Regions from separate parts of the Rattus norvegicus genome. Here region 1 is linked to region 2. Evidence: chromatin contacts called from public Hi-C data. All regions are on one chromosome and are shown on one strand. Each heading gives the region's core, a stretch centred on a gene start, on an enhancer-like site or on the middle of the called end of the contact. The rest is flanking DNA. Distances are from core to core; before and after follow the strand shown. Region 1 holds the start of Rybp (RING1 and YY1 binding protein). Region 2 has its middle 230 kb from the start of Rybp.

Region 1 (5,729 bases), core at 896-3,395, 230 kb before region 2:
CAGATTAAGCAAAGAAAGGGGTGTGAACTTGGATGCAGGCAACAGAATGGAAGAATATCAAAGAAAGTCTGCCTATTCAGAAGTGTCAGCCAGGGGCTGAGAGTGTAAGTCAGAGGCAGAGCTTGCCTACCATGATTCCATCTCTACCACAGAGAGGAAAACGTTCCGCCCAGGCATACCAAATGACTCTAGGGATAGTTCATGAAGAGACAAAACTGATGTTGGCTGACCAAAGTTGAAGTAAAGTGATTGCCTTGGTTGGAGGCTAGGCAGGTTGGAGGATGGTGAAAAGAACACCCTTACCTACATGGTGTAGACAAGGCCATGACTAATCTGCACTGAGGTGCAAGACTGAAGTTTGTGTTTTACTTCTACATAAAAAATAAAGTCAGTCTCCTTCCTATGACCTGTGGATCCCACCTACCCTCTCTTGACTTCGGGGAGATCATTTATTCTTTTTACTTATTCTTTGCATTTGCCCAGTGCTTGGGAATCAAACCCAGGACCTCCTGCTTGCTAGGCAGGAACTAAGCTGCATCAGTTCCTTCAGTGGTTCCCTGCCTCCCCCTCCAAAGAGATTTTTTTTTTTTTTTTTTTTTTTAAATGCACCAGGGGCAGAATGCTGGAAATACTCCAAGCCGACCCTAGGGGCCAAGGCTGCTGGCCCAGGGCCATGCCTTGACATGCACATTCCTTGGTTATCTCTGGCCCCTTTGCCCCTGGGACTTCATCCTTCCTCCTCTTCCTCCTTCACTCCTAAGAAGTAAGTGGCCCAGGTCTCAGAGGTTGCTGACCCTTGCTGAACACTGTAGCTGGCCCTCCTGGGTGTGCCTGCCTGGAGGACATCTAGTGCTGATCAAGTTTATCTTAGTCACAGAGCCTCCCTCTGTTATTCTCTCCCTTCAGATCCCAGGACTTCCTGCTTTCTGGCTCTCCTGGAACTTCAGTGGGTCTCCCGCTTTGCTCCTCTCCCTAGAGCCAGTCCTGATAACTACCTACTTTGAGTTTGCAAGTCAACCAGAGCTCTTGCTCTTATCGGTCCCCCACACCCCATCTCTGCCCCCACCTTTTAGCATCACCTATTGGTCCTGTTTCTCGCCCCTCCGCTCCCGACCTGGGGCTTCCTTTAATCGTAAGACATTCCCCCACTTGGTTCCTTGTAGTGCCTGGGGGTAGAGGGTCCTGAGTCACAAAACCCTGTAGCAAGAGCATGCTTGGAGCAAGGCAGAAAGTGAGGGGTACCAATTTTCTCCCAATCTCAGACGCCGGAGGGAACGGAGTCGGGCCCTGGTACTTCCTAAGTGCGGGGTACAGGTTAGAGTGCTTTTCATCCACCGTGCCCTTCCTGGGAGGAGCGTTAGGAGCCTCATTTCGCAGAGGCAGGAACCGCGACACGAGGTTGGAAAGCGGGCATGTGGTCGCTTGGATCTGAACAGCAACTTCCCCGGGGAAACGCCCTATTTCGGCTGCGGGGGCCCGAGGCTGCGCCACACCCTCTCCAGAGTTCCCTCCGGCGCCCCGGCTCAGGAGGGTGCAGGTCTGGCTGCCGCCCGAGAGGGCCGCTTGGGGAAGACAGCCACAAAGCCCCTCGTGGCAGAAGCGGCAGTGCGGGAGACGCGGGCCTCGAGGCGCAGCCCCCCGCGGCGCGCGCAAACTGCGCGGAACTACTTCAGCGGAGCCGCTGCGGGGCCAGAGTCCCAGCGTCGGCCGCACAGGGCTCCGCAGCGAGTGGGGGCCGCCACAGAGCCACGGGGGCCCGCGGGCACGGCCACGTGCTCCCTGCCGGGCTCGCACGCTCAGACGCGCCGGGGCCGCGGGGGCCACCGGCAGGCACGCGCGCCCCCCGCGCGCACACACACTCCCGGGCACGCACGCCGGCCGCCCCGCCCCCCCGCGGCGCCACGCCCTCCCGCGCGCTACGCCACGCCCCCGCGGCGCCGGTCGTCGTCCTCTTATTGGTTGCCCGGTGTATGACGCGCGGCGCCCGGCCCCGCCCCTCGTCAGTCACTCGGCGGAGGCGGCGCTGGCGGGGACTAGTCTCGTCCGGAGACTGGCGGCGGCGGCAGCGGCGGCGGCGGCGGCGGCGGCGGCTGGAGCTCGAGCCCAGCGGCGGAGGGCGGGCGGGCGGCGCGGGAGGGCGGGGGCCGCTCCGCGACGCTGCGGACCGCGCTTCTCCTCTGAGCGGAGGCGCGCGCAGCTGTGGGGCGCCGGGGGCCAGCCCGTCCATGACCATGGGCGACAAGAAGAGCCCGACCAGGTACCTGCCGGGCGCCGAAGGGGCGGAAGGGGAGGGCGGCCGCGGCGGGCGGGGACACCGGCGACTAGGCCGGAGCGGCCGCGCGGGGGAGGCGCGCTAAGATGGAGACCCGGGGGCGGAGGGAGGCGGTGTCGCTCCGCTCGGGCCGGCGGCCGTGCGCGCCGCAGCCATGGCGGCTCCTCCTCAGCCGCCCTCCGCCGTCGCCGCTCCGCCCAGACAAAGGGAGATTTAACCAGGTGGGGCGGGCGGGAGGGCGCGAGCAGGGGCGGGCAGCGCGCGGCGCCGGCCCCCTCCGCGCCGCCGCCCGGCCGTCCCGGCTGCTCGCCGCCTTCGGGATCCGGCCCGCGGCCCGCGCCGCGCCCCCGCCGCCCCGCGCTCGCGCCCACGAGTCGGCCCGCTTCCTGCGCTCGGCGCGGCCCCGCGTGAGCCGTCGCCGCCGTCAGGCGCTCGGTGCCCGGGGCCGGAGGGGGCGCCCGGCTCCGCGTTGCCGGTCGGCCTCTCGCCCCAGTGCCCGCCAGTGGGGTGGATGGGTGGTCGCTGCGAGAAGTTTCCAGCGTCGGATTCCTGTGAATTGACGACGGCTTACCAGCGTTTGTTTTCTCTTCTCTATTCTCTCCTCGGTTCTCCACTCCTCGGAAGGCCAAAAAGACAAGCGAAACCGGCTGCAGACGAAGGCTTTTGGGATTGTAGCGTCTGCACCTTTAGGAACAGCGCCGAAGCCTTTAAATGCAGCATCTGCGATGTGCGGAAAGGCACCTCCACCAGGTACTGGAAGACCTGTGCTAGCTTTTGTTGAAATACTTGTTTTGGCTTTATTTATTGTGCGGAGAGGGGAGTGAGTCGTACTTTCATTATTATTGATCGCCCTCTTGCCAACTTGTTGATTACGACCCTTAGCATTTGGGGATGGGCGATGTGGTTGGGGTTGCGTGCCATTTCAAGTTGCGTTCAGTGCCTCGTGCTAAAATAAAGGATTTATGGGAGGGATTTTCCCCAGGTTTTCCTCTTGTTTCAGACATTGGATTTATTTGACATTTGCATCCTTTGGCTTGTTGCTATTGGCTCCCACCGGGGAGAGAGAGGAAGGGAATAGTGATGGATCATAGGACATTGGACATTTTGGTATTTGTTGTGTGCAGAGTAGTTTTAATTTGTCCAGAATTAGTTTTTTCCTGAGTTTAATGGTGGTATGGTGGTACAATAAGACTGGGTCGTGCCTTTTGTCTGTCTTGGGTTGGAAATATCTCTTTTTTGCACTTGAAGATACATCCTGGAGGGTTGGAAAAAGTGTATTTGTGGGGCAAGGGGCCTGCTGATGTGTCTTTTGTTAGTAGCTTATGTAGAATGGTGTGAGATGTTGAGGTGAATAGACTTAAGTTAGTGTTAATGGCTTTGTGTTAAAACATTGAAAGGGATTCGTTTATATTAAGATGAGAGTGGTTAGCTGCATGTGGTAGCAAATGAGTTCGAACTATTTGTAGAGTAACATTAAAACTAGTTCTATAGTCCTGCAGCTGTTTTAAACTTTGATTTAGAATTTCTGTTTCGAAGAGTTAGGTTATGGCGTTCTTGCTCCCATTTAAAGGGACTGTATTTAGAGCACATAAGAAAGTGAGAGTTAGCTTAGGACTCATCAGGCGTCCAGGTTGAAGGCTAAATGTTTCATTACAGCAGGTGCTTGCTTTTGAATTGGCAGCATACCATTGTGACTAGTTCCACCTGGATGTTCTGAGCGAGGTGCCTTGTCAGGGTCTAGTTGCTTTACTTACATCTGGGATTAAGGAGGCTTCAGCTGTAAGTCTTAATTGGAATGAATTGCTCCAGTTACTGGGGAATTTTGTGAATTTCACTATTAAGAAATGAGACCTTTGAATCAAAACTCAAGAACTGAAGTTTATTTCCCTGTAAGTAGTTTTGTTTTTCTACTAAAATGGCATCTCACTATATTTAGAGCTAATCTGGAACCACAATCCTGTTACTCAGCCTCACTGCACCCAGCTAGTAGGATTTTTTTTTTATATATATAAGTAAATTCACATTAGTTTTTTGTATCATACTAGATTTAGTTAAGTGGAAAACCCATTTCTTAGGATTTGTTCTGCTGTCTAAAATCGGAGATTCCATCACACAGCATGAAAGTTTAGAAATGTATTTGTTACTTTAAATCAATAGTGACTATATTATTTATGAGTAATGTTTTTTACATGTAGAATCCCGCTGAGGCCAAAGCTCTTTATTGTGGTTTTGCCTTGAGTGTTAGTGTAGTTGATGTTCGAGGAAATGACCAGGAAACTAGTAAGAACTTGAGAACTTTGCTGGTGAAGAGAAACTACAGCCAGATTCAAAAGTTTGTGTCTTATGTGTTGCTGGTAATAATTATATCACATTGAAATGCTTTTCAACTTTTACTTTTATTGAAAAGTCTGATTCACCAACTTTTTGGAAGCATGTGAAAGGTATTGATTAAAGATTTTGTTTAATGTTTTCAGAGACACACACAGATGACAGACAGCAATGAAATTTTAACTGGATTGGCATGCTAGGATATTTGAGTTTGTCCATTCCGAAAATGAAGTACCGTCTTTTAGGGATTTTTCATACAGATGAGTGAGTAGGCTTTGAGCGCAGTATGCAGGTGGGAAACCTTCACCAGTTCATGATACTCTTTTTAAAACAATCTTGCTTGGATTTGTTTGTTATCAATACTTAAGTGTTTTAAGTCGTCACTAAGTGGAATGCAAGTGACATTTTGAGTTCTGTGTAACTTGTGGGTTTCATATGAAGAAGTGAACATGACCAGTGTCTATGCTGTCCTAGCCAGTGCATTGCTTCACTTAATTTTTCTGGGAGGTTGGCCAGTACAGTATTTTCTCTTGAACCTTTTAAAGTAAATTTACATTTGAGTTTTTAAAAATGTTATTTTTTTTCTATCCATAATTTTGTTCACATTATGTCCCAGTCTCAGCCCTCCTTCCAGTCTTGTCCTTACAAATTCATTTCCTTGTTAACCCCTCCTCTTCTCAGAGACAGGGAAGTCCTCCTCACTGGAACGCCGCCCCCCATCTAGTTAGGACTAAACACCCCCTTCATTTAAGTCCAACCAGGCAGTCCAGGTAGGGAAGGAGGTCCACGGCAGGCAGCAGAGACAGCCCCCACTCCAAATTGTTAAGGGACTACATGAAGACCAAGCTGCACTTGTGCTTGTGGGAAGCTTAGTTTGGTTTTTGGTTTGTTTTTGCAGCAGTGGCCATTAAAGTTTGGTCTATAAGAACTTAAAGCCAGCCTGATGGTTAGGGTTGGATGGTGGGTAATAGATGAAAATTGGCAATTTTGAAGTAGTGTGTTTGCTGACTGACACACATAGTTTTGTTGCTCCAAGCTAGTGTTTAAACAGTCTTACCTGGTTGGCTGGCCAGTAGTTACTGTGGAGTTGTTGGTTACTTTTGCCTTTATTGCTGCTGGCACCAGTCAG
Region 2 (5,894 bases), core at 2,163-4,662:
CCTCTTCGACAAGCAACAGTTATTTATTGGTCACCTCCTGTTTCACTTTCACTGGAGCCACAGGTGCCAGTGCACAACACTTGCCAGTATTTCTGGTGCCGTAGCACCTACTAAAAAAACAATCATTTTGTGTGGCAGGACTCGGGAGGGACTATGCCAGTGCAGCCTCTGGCTCTGTGACAGTTGACACTGACTTCCGTAGCACCGGCTGTATGGCTATCAGCTGACTGAAGCCTATAAAGTTGATAAGCATGTGCTGAACATGTGTTCACATCTCCTGTGGGTGGTCACAGCTGATCTGGCGGGTGTGGGGGGGACAGTACGTTAAGCTCAGGGGACAGTTCTCACAATGCGAAGCTCAGAGTAAAAACTCTGCACTAATCTGATGCCTATCTCAACAGAAGCAGATCCCAAGACTGACTCAAGAGTAATGGTTTCTGGGCCCTGAGCCCTACTTCCCCCAGGGGGAAAAGGAGGAGGACACAGTGGCCTCTGGTCCTAGCCAGAGGCCTCTGTGGACAGGAGGAGCTAATTCCCATGGAAGAAGCTCTCTGAGATGCTCTCCCAGTTATAAGGGGATGGTGGATACACACTCTGCCATATCTATCCTTGCTAATCAATTAGCAATGTCTGTGAGGCACGAGCCATCCCCTTCTGAATTCATAGGCAGCGAGGCATTCTGGATCCTAGGAGAGAAACATCCTGAATATGCAGAGCTAACTGTGACATTTGTTGGTAGAATGTGGCTATAGTGATACTATGAAAATACCTTTTGACCCCCAGCTACTAAACCTTTGGCAGTCCTTACAGCAAAGTCAGCACACCTTGAAAACATCTAGGAATATGTACTTAGCCTGCTATCCTATTGTGTGTTCCCCCTGCTTTAGTTTCTCCTGCCTACAAGAAATCAATGTAAGCGATGTTACTTGCCTTGGGTCTCCCATGGGAACATTTTTCTCACAGCCTAAGCTAATGCATAGCTTTACTCTCAAGTTCTGGGCCTATCCATGCCCCGGATCCAGGGTAATGTACATTTGCAAGTGTATATAGTCACAAAGGCAGCCAACAGGTTGGAAGCGATGTCATAGAACGAACATCTACCATAAATGTTGGAAGCAACCTGACAGGGCTTGCTAATGCGTGCTTGCAGTACCCAGTGCTTTTGGGTCACCTGGAGTCTGTAAAGTTACCGTTCCCCTTGCAAAACTCAGCTAAAGATTTCCATAAAGAAGTGTCATAGCCCTTTCCCATGCCTTATTTTCTGTGCTGCTCAATAACTACAGAGCAAAGCCCTTTACTCGGGACAGACAGACATAGGGAGAGTCAGACATCAGGTAGCAGTCAGGCAGGGGCAGGCACAGGTATGTATAATAGACTACAGATATCCCAGTACACAGACAGCAGATAGACGGAACATACAGAGGTGAAGAATTGAAATTTGGATTCACCCTTAGTCAAATTAATCTAAGAGGAAGTCTGTATTTTCATTCCTTACTGTGACAGGGCTGTGTTTTGGTGCCTCTAAGATATCTGTACTTCGAGATGAGGGTTGTGGTAGGGCTGGCAGAGTCTGGCAACCCATGGTGGGCTGTTGATACAGATCCCAACATATCCTTTCTGGTGAGGGAGGCAGAGGCAATGACAAGGATGTGACCATTTGTTGTTGCAGAAACACGAGCAGCAGAGAAGATAGGGCCAAGTTAGGTCACATGGCTCCTTTGATTCTGTGTGTGTGTGTGTGTGTGTGTGTGTGTGTGTGTGTGTGTGTGTGTGTGCGCGCGCGCGCGCAGGCTGTAAAAACCTTAGTCACTGTGTGGTAGCTTGAAACAGTGGCCCCCAGAGGCTCAGGGGTTTGACTATTTGGTCCCAGTTGATAGCAATGTTTGGGAGGTGTGGCCTTGCTAGAGGAAGCATGCCATTGGGTGCGGGTGGCGAGGTTTCAAAGCCTCTGTCATGCCTTCCTGTTTCCTGCTTGCAGTGAGAATATATTTTCTCTTGACTGCTCTATGCTTTCTTACTATGATGATTGGGGTGAGGAGGTCATCTTTTTGGAAACATAAAGCCAATTATAAACCTTTCCTTCTAGAAGTTGCCTTGGTCACAGTATTTTATTACAGCAATAGACACCCTAACTAATAAATATTGCTCAGTGGTAGAGCATCTGCCTAACAGGCACAGGCCCTGGGTCCATTCCCAGTACTACGAAACAGTGGCTAAAATGTCAGTCATCAAGTTTAATGTTATGTCAAAGCAATCCTTAATCAATCTCTCCCTCTCTCTCCCCCCCTCCCTTCCTCCATCCCTTCCTCCATCCCTCCCTCCCTCCCTCCCTCCCTCCCTCCCTTTACAAGATGGTTCAGGAAGGAAAGGTGCCTCCCTCCAATCCTGATGACCTCAGTTCTACCCCTGAGACCCATATGGTTGAAGGGAGAACTGGCTTCCACAAGCTATCCTCTGACCTCCATAAGTGTGCAGTGACATATGTGGAACCAAACACATCCACAATAAAATCAACACAAACGCAAAACTTCTCCAAAAGGAAATTTTAAAGAAGTTGAAATAAGGTCAGAGTCTGATCTTACATATGCACGATTGGTCCTCACTCAGTCACCTCAGTGGTAGACTCTGTTAAAGTGTGTGTGTGTGTGTGTGTGTGTGTGTGTGTGTGTGTGTGTGTTCACGTTTTACAGGTGTGTGGGTATGGAGGCTCAGCTGTCGTTCCACAGGTGCTGTTCCCTTTTCCTCTGAGACAGGGCTTCCATTGATCTGGAGACCACTAAGTAGGCTAGTGGCCTATTGATTGCTATAGCCGACCAGCCCAAGCATCTGCCTGTTTTCACCTCCCAGCCCCATGCTTCCACGCCCACCTCCTTATATGCGGGCTATGGGGATCCAACTCAGGCCCTCACACAAACTGACAAGTGCTTTACCAATTGGGCCACCTCCTCAGCCCCTCCTGAAATATTTGATCAGTCAAGAGAAAAAGACAGACTGACTGACTGACTGACTTCTAGAACTCCACTCTCCTATTTTTTTCCTTGGCCATTTCCAGCCACAACTGACCTTGAAGCCTGAGAAATCCAACCTAGAAGGGGCAGCCCCTCCTCTTATCCCCTGTCCCTCCTCTGACCTCCTGACCCCACATTTCCACCACCCTTCCTCCATCTTCCCTCCTGGCAGGGCAAAGAGTTCCCTCAGGAGCCCATAGCCATTTGTAGGCTTCACGAATGGGTTCCAGAACAAGTCAGCTAAAGCTTTTAGCAACTGAGACTCTGGCTTCCTGGCCCTGATCAGGAGTGGCCGGCCAACTGCTCATGTTATTTCATAGGCCTCTGGGGTCAGGTTGACCTGACCAGGCTCCAAGAGCACAGAGCCAATCACCAAGTAATCCAAGCCAGCTTGTTGAAGCCCAGCCACAGTGACCCTTGTCTCTCAGACACTGGGGCCCCTGCCAAGCACTGTCCTCGGTGGAGTGTGCATGCTGCGGGCCTGGCAGCTGGCCTCTTTCCCAGTAGGCTGCTTCAAAGCTCATCAGGGATCCGGTGCCAGGCAGATGCATGCTGCGGCTCAATATTAGGATTCGAGATTGGCAAATGTACCCAAGGAAGCCAGAGAAAGCTGAACCATCACCTCTTTGCCTGGGGAGACAGCGTTTCCCATTGCTTTGGTGGAAATCAAAGGGAAGAATGAGATTCTCTTTCATTCAAAGATACCATGCTGAGTGGCACTTTCTTGGAGGGAAGTGCTGGTTCACACCAGCCTGAACAAAATGTCCCCAGTGTGACAGAGTCATTGGCCACTGTGGATTCTATAGCTAGCACTTAGATTGATGTCTGCACCTTTGAGGGTTTTTTCCATAGAAATTTAAGGCACAGGGAAGTATTCTCCAGGCCCAGGGGACTAGCACAGGGCACTGATATGGTGGTGGCTTTCTTTTTCTTCTCTGTCACTGTGGCGTCTTGCCCCTTCTCTCTGATGAACAGCACGAGCTCACCAAGGCAGAAGGGTAGAGCACAGATGGGGAATTCTTCAACATTCGCAAGGGATCATCAGTATTTCTCCAGAAACAGAGGAATGCCCATGGCTTGGATGCTATGGTCCATGGGCATGTGAGGCAAGAGGCTTTGGTCCATTGACCTTTATAAGATAGAGGCTTGGTACACAGTCATGAGTAGGTGGCTTAATGTATCTCCTACTGAGCTGGTGGTCCTTACACAAGTGATCTAACCTCTTTGAGACCCAGTTTCTTCAACCATGGATGAAATGGAACAGTACCTACTACACACCCTCGCTGTGGCAGCCGAATGAGGCTGTCTCCTGGTGTCACAGTACCTGACAAAGAGTAAACACTTAATGAAAGCTGTCTTTCACAATTACTAATGGAAAATCCAGCCTGGAAACTCCACAGTAAATGCCTTTTCTGTTTTCCCGAGGGCTTCTCCAGCAAGCCCATAACTCTGGGTCCTGGTGAAACACCTGCAGTAAACGTTTACAAGCGTGATGTATGGGCTGCATGCTGAACCCATGGAGATAGAGGGGGAGCTGAAGATGGATAGCTCCTTACCCCAAATCCCTGCCCCATTTGCCACTCTCCGCTCAGCCCACCTCCCTTCTCTATACTGGCTGTGTCCTGGCCCCTGCACAAGCCTACTCCCCAGGGGAAGGTGCATACAAAGTGTTGAACAATTGCCATCTGTTGTTCATGGATGGGAAGGCTTTAAGTGGGAAGCTGCTATAGTCTACTATGGGCTGAGTATCTCACCCAGAGGTTTGTGTGCTGGGATGCCAGGTCTCTCAGGCGGGGTCTTGTCATGAGTCCTCAGGTACCCTTGGCAGGGATTGATGTTGGTCTCATTAGTAGGCAAGTTCTCACATGAGCAGGTGATCATACAGCAAAGTGATTCTGCCTGTGTCCCTAGTTCCATTTACAGTAGAACTGCTTCCTTTTCCTTGCTTGCCAGGCTTGGAACAATCAAAGGGACTCTGGCTAGGAGGTCAGTACCATAAGTAGAGATGCTATCCAATCACCAGAATTATGTCATATAAAATCAGTCTCTCTCTTTCTCTCCCTCTCCCTTCTCCTACCCCGTTCTATCCCCCTTTTCTTCTTCCTCCCCCATCCTTTCTCTGGGATAGAGTTTCTCTATGCAACAGTCCTGGCTGTCATGGAACTTGCTTTGTGAACCAAGCTGGCCTTGAACTCTCAGAGTTCTGCCTGCCCCTGCCTCCTGAGTGCTGGGATTAATGGCATTGTACCACCATGCCTGGCCCAAATCTTTTTAATTTTGTAAGTTCCCAGCCTGGGGCCTTTTGTTATAGCAACTGGAAAGGGACTAATACAAATGTCTGCAGGTAAGCTTTGGTTGGGAAATGGGTCATTGAAGAGGAGGGAAAGCGGCAGGAGTGAGTGTACCTGTGGGATAGGTGGGCTCTGTCTTAGTGGTGCCTTCCAGAAGATACTGTGGATCATACCCCAGAGCAGCCTTATCCAAGAGAAGAAAGCTGGGAACAGGGCCACTTAATTCTGGTAATCACAGCTGAGAAAGGCTACTCCAGACATATGTATCCTGTGTCCTGAGCCAGAGGTGATTAGATCTGGGAAGCCATCAGCTATAGAAAGGGAGTGCCGAGACAAGGCTTGTGATTGACAGGGTCGGCCATACCTTCCTAGTGCTACATATGACAGGCGGATTCTGTTTTTTTTTTTTTTTTTTGGTTCTTTTTTTCGGAGCTGGGGACCTAACCCAGGGCCTTGCGCTTCCTAGGTAAGCGCTCTACCACTGAGCTAAATCCCCAGCCCCGCGGATTCTGTTTTATTGTGCTGCCTCAGGAGTGTGGTGGTTTCTGTGCTTAGGGCTGTGTGATTTCAGCTGCCCAGACGTATCTACCCACTA

Evidence for each region. Hi-C and Micro-C count contacts between places; a contact is called where the count stands out from the background.
Region 1: a Hi-C map of kidney shows a contact between it and region 2, with 2.6 times the contacts expected there. The contact joins the promoter of Rybp here to the enhancer-like site in region 2. A contact is called at or near these places in 2 of 12 Hi-C or Micro-C datasets (kidney and liver).

Annotation. Positions count from the first base shown.
Region 1 is chr4:134,481,148-134,486,876 of GRCr8, reverse strand. Rybp (RING1 and YY1 binding protein) reads left to right here and starts at 2,145. Exons shown (of 5, transcript NM_001399600.1): 1 at 2,145-2,257; 2 at 2,897-3,022. The coding sequence starts at 2,226.
Region 2 is chr4:134,253,654-134,259,547 of GRCr8, reverse strand. No RefSeq gene overlaps it. Among named protein-coding and RNA genes, the nearest start is that of Rybp, 230 kb to the left of the region's middle. Within about 2 kb of position 3,412, at least 33 of the 93 cell types and tissues checked have an H3K27ac peak or open chromatin away from gene starts, as enhancers often do. A contact at or near this core is called in kidney, where this site is marked.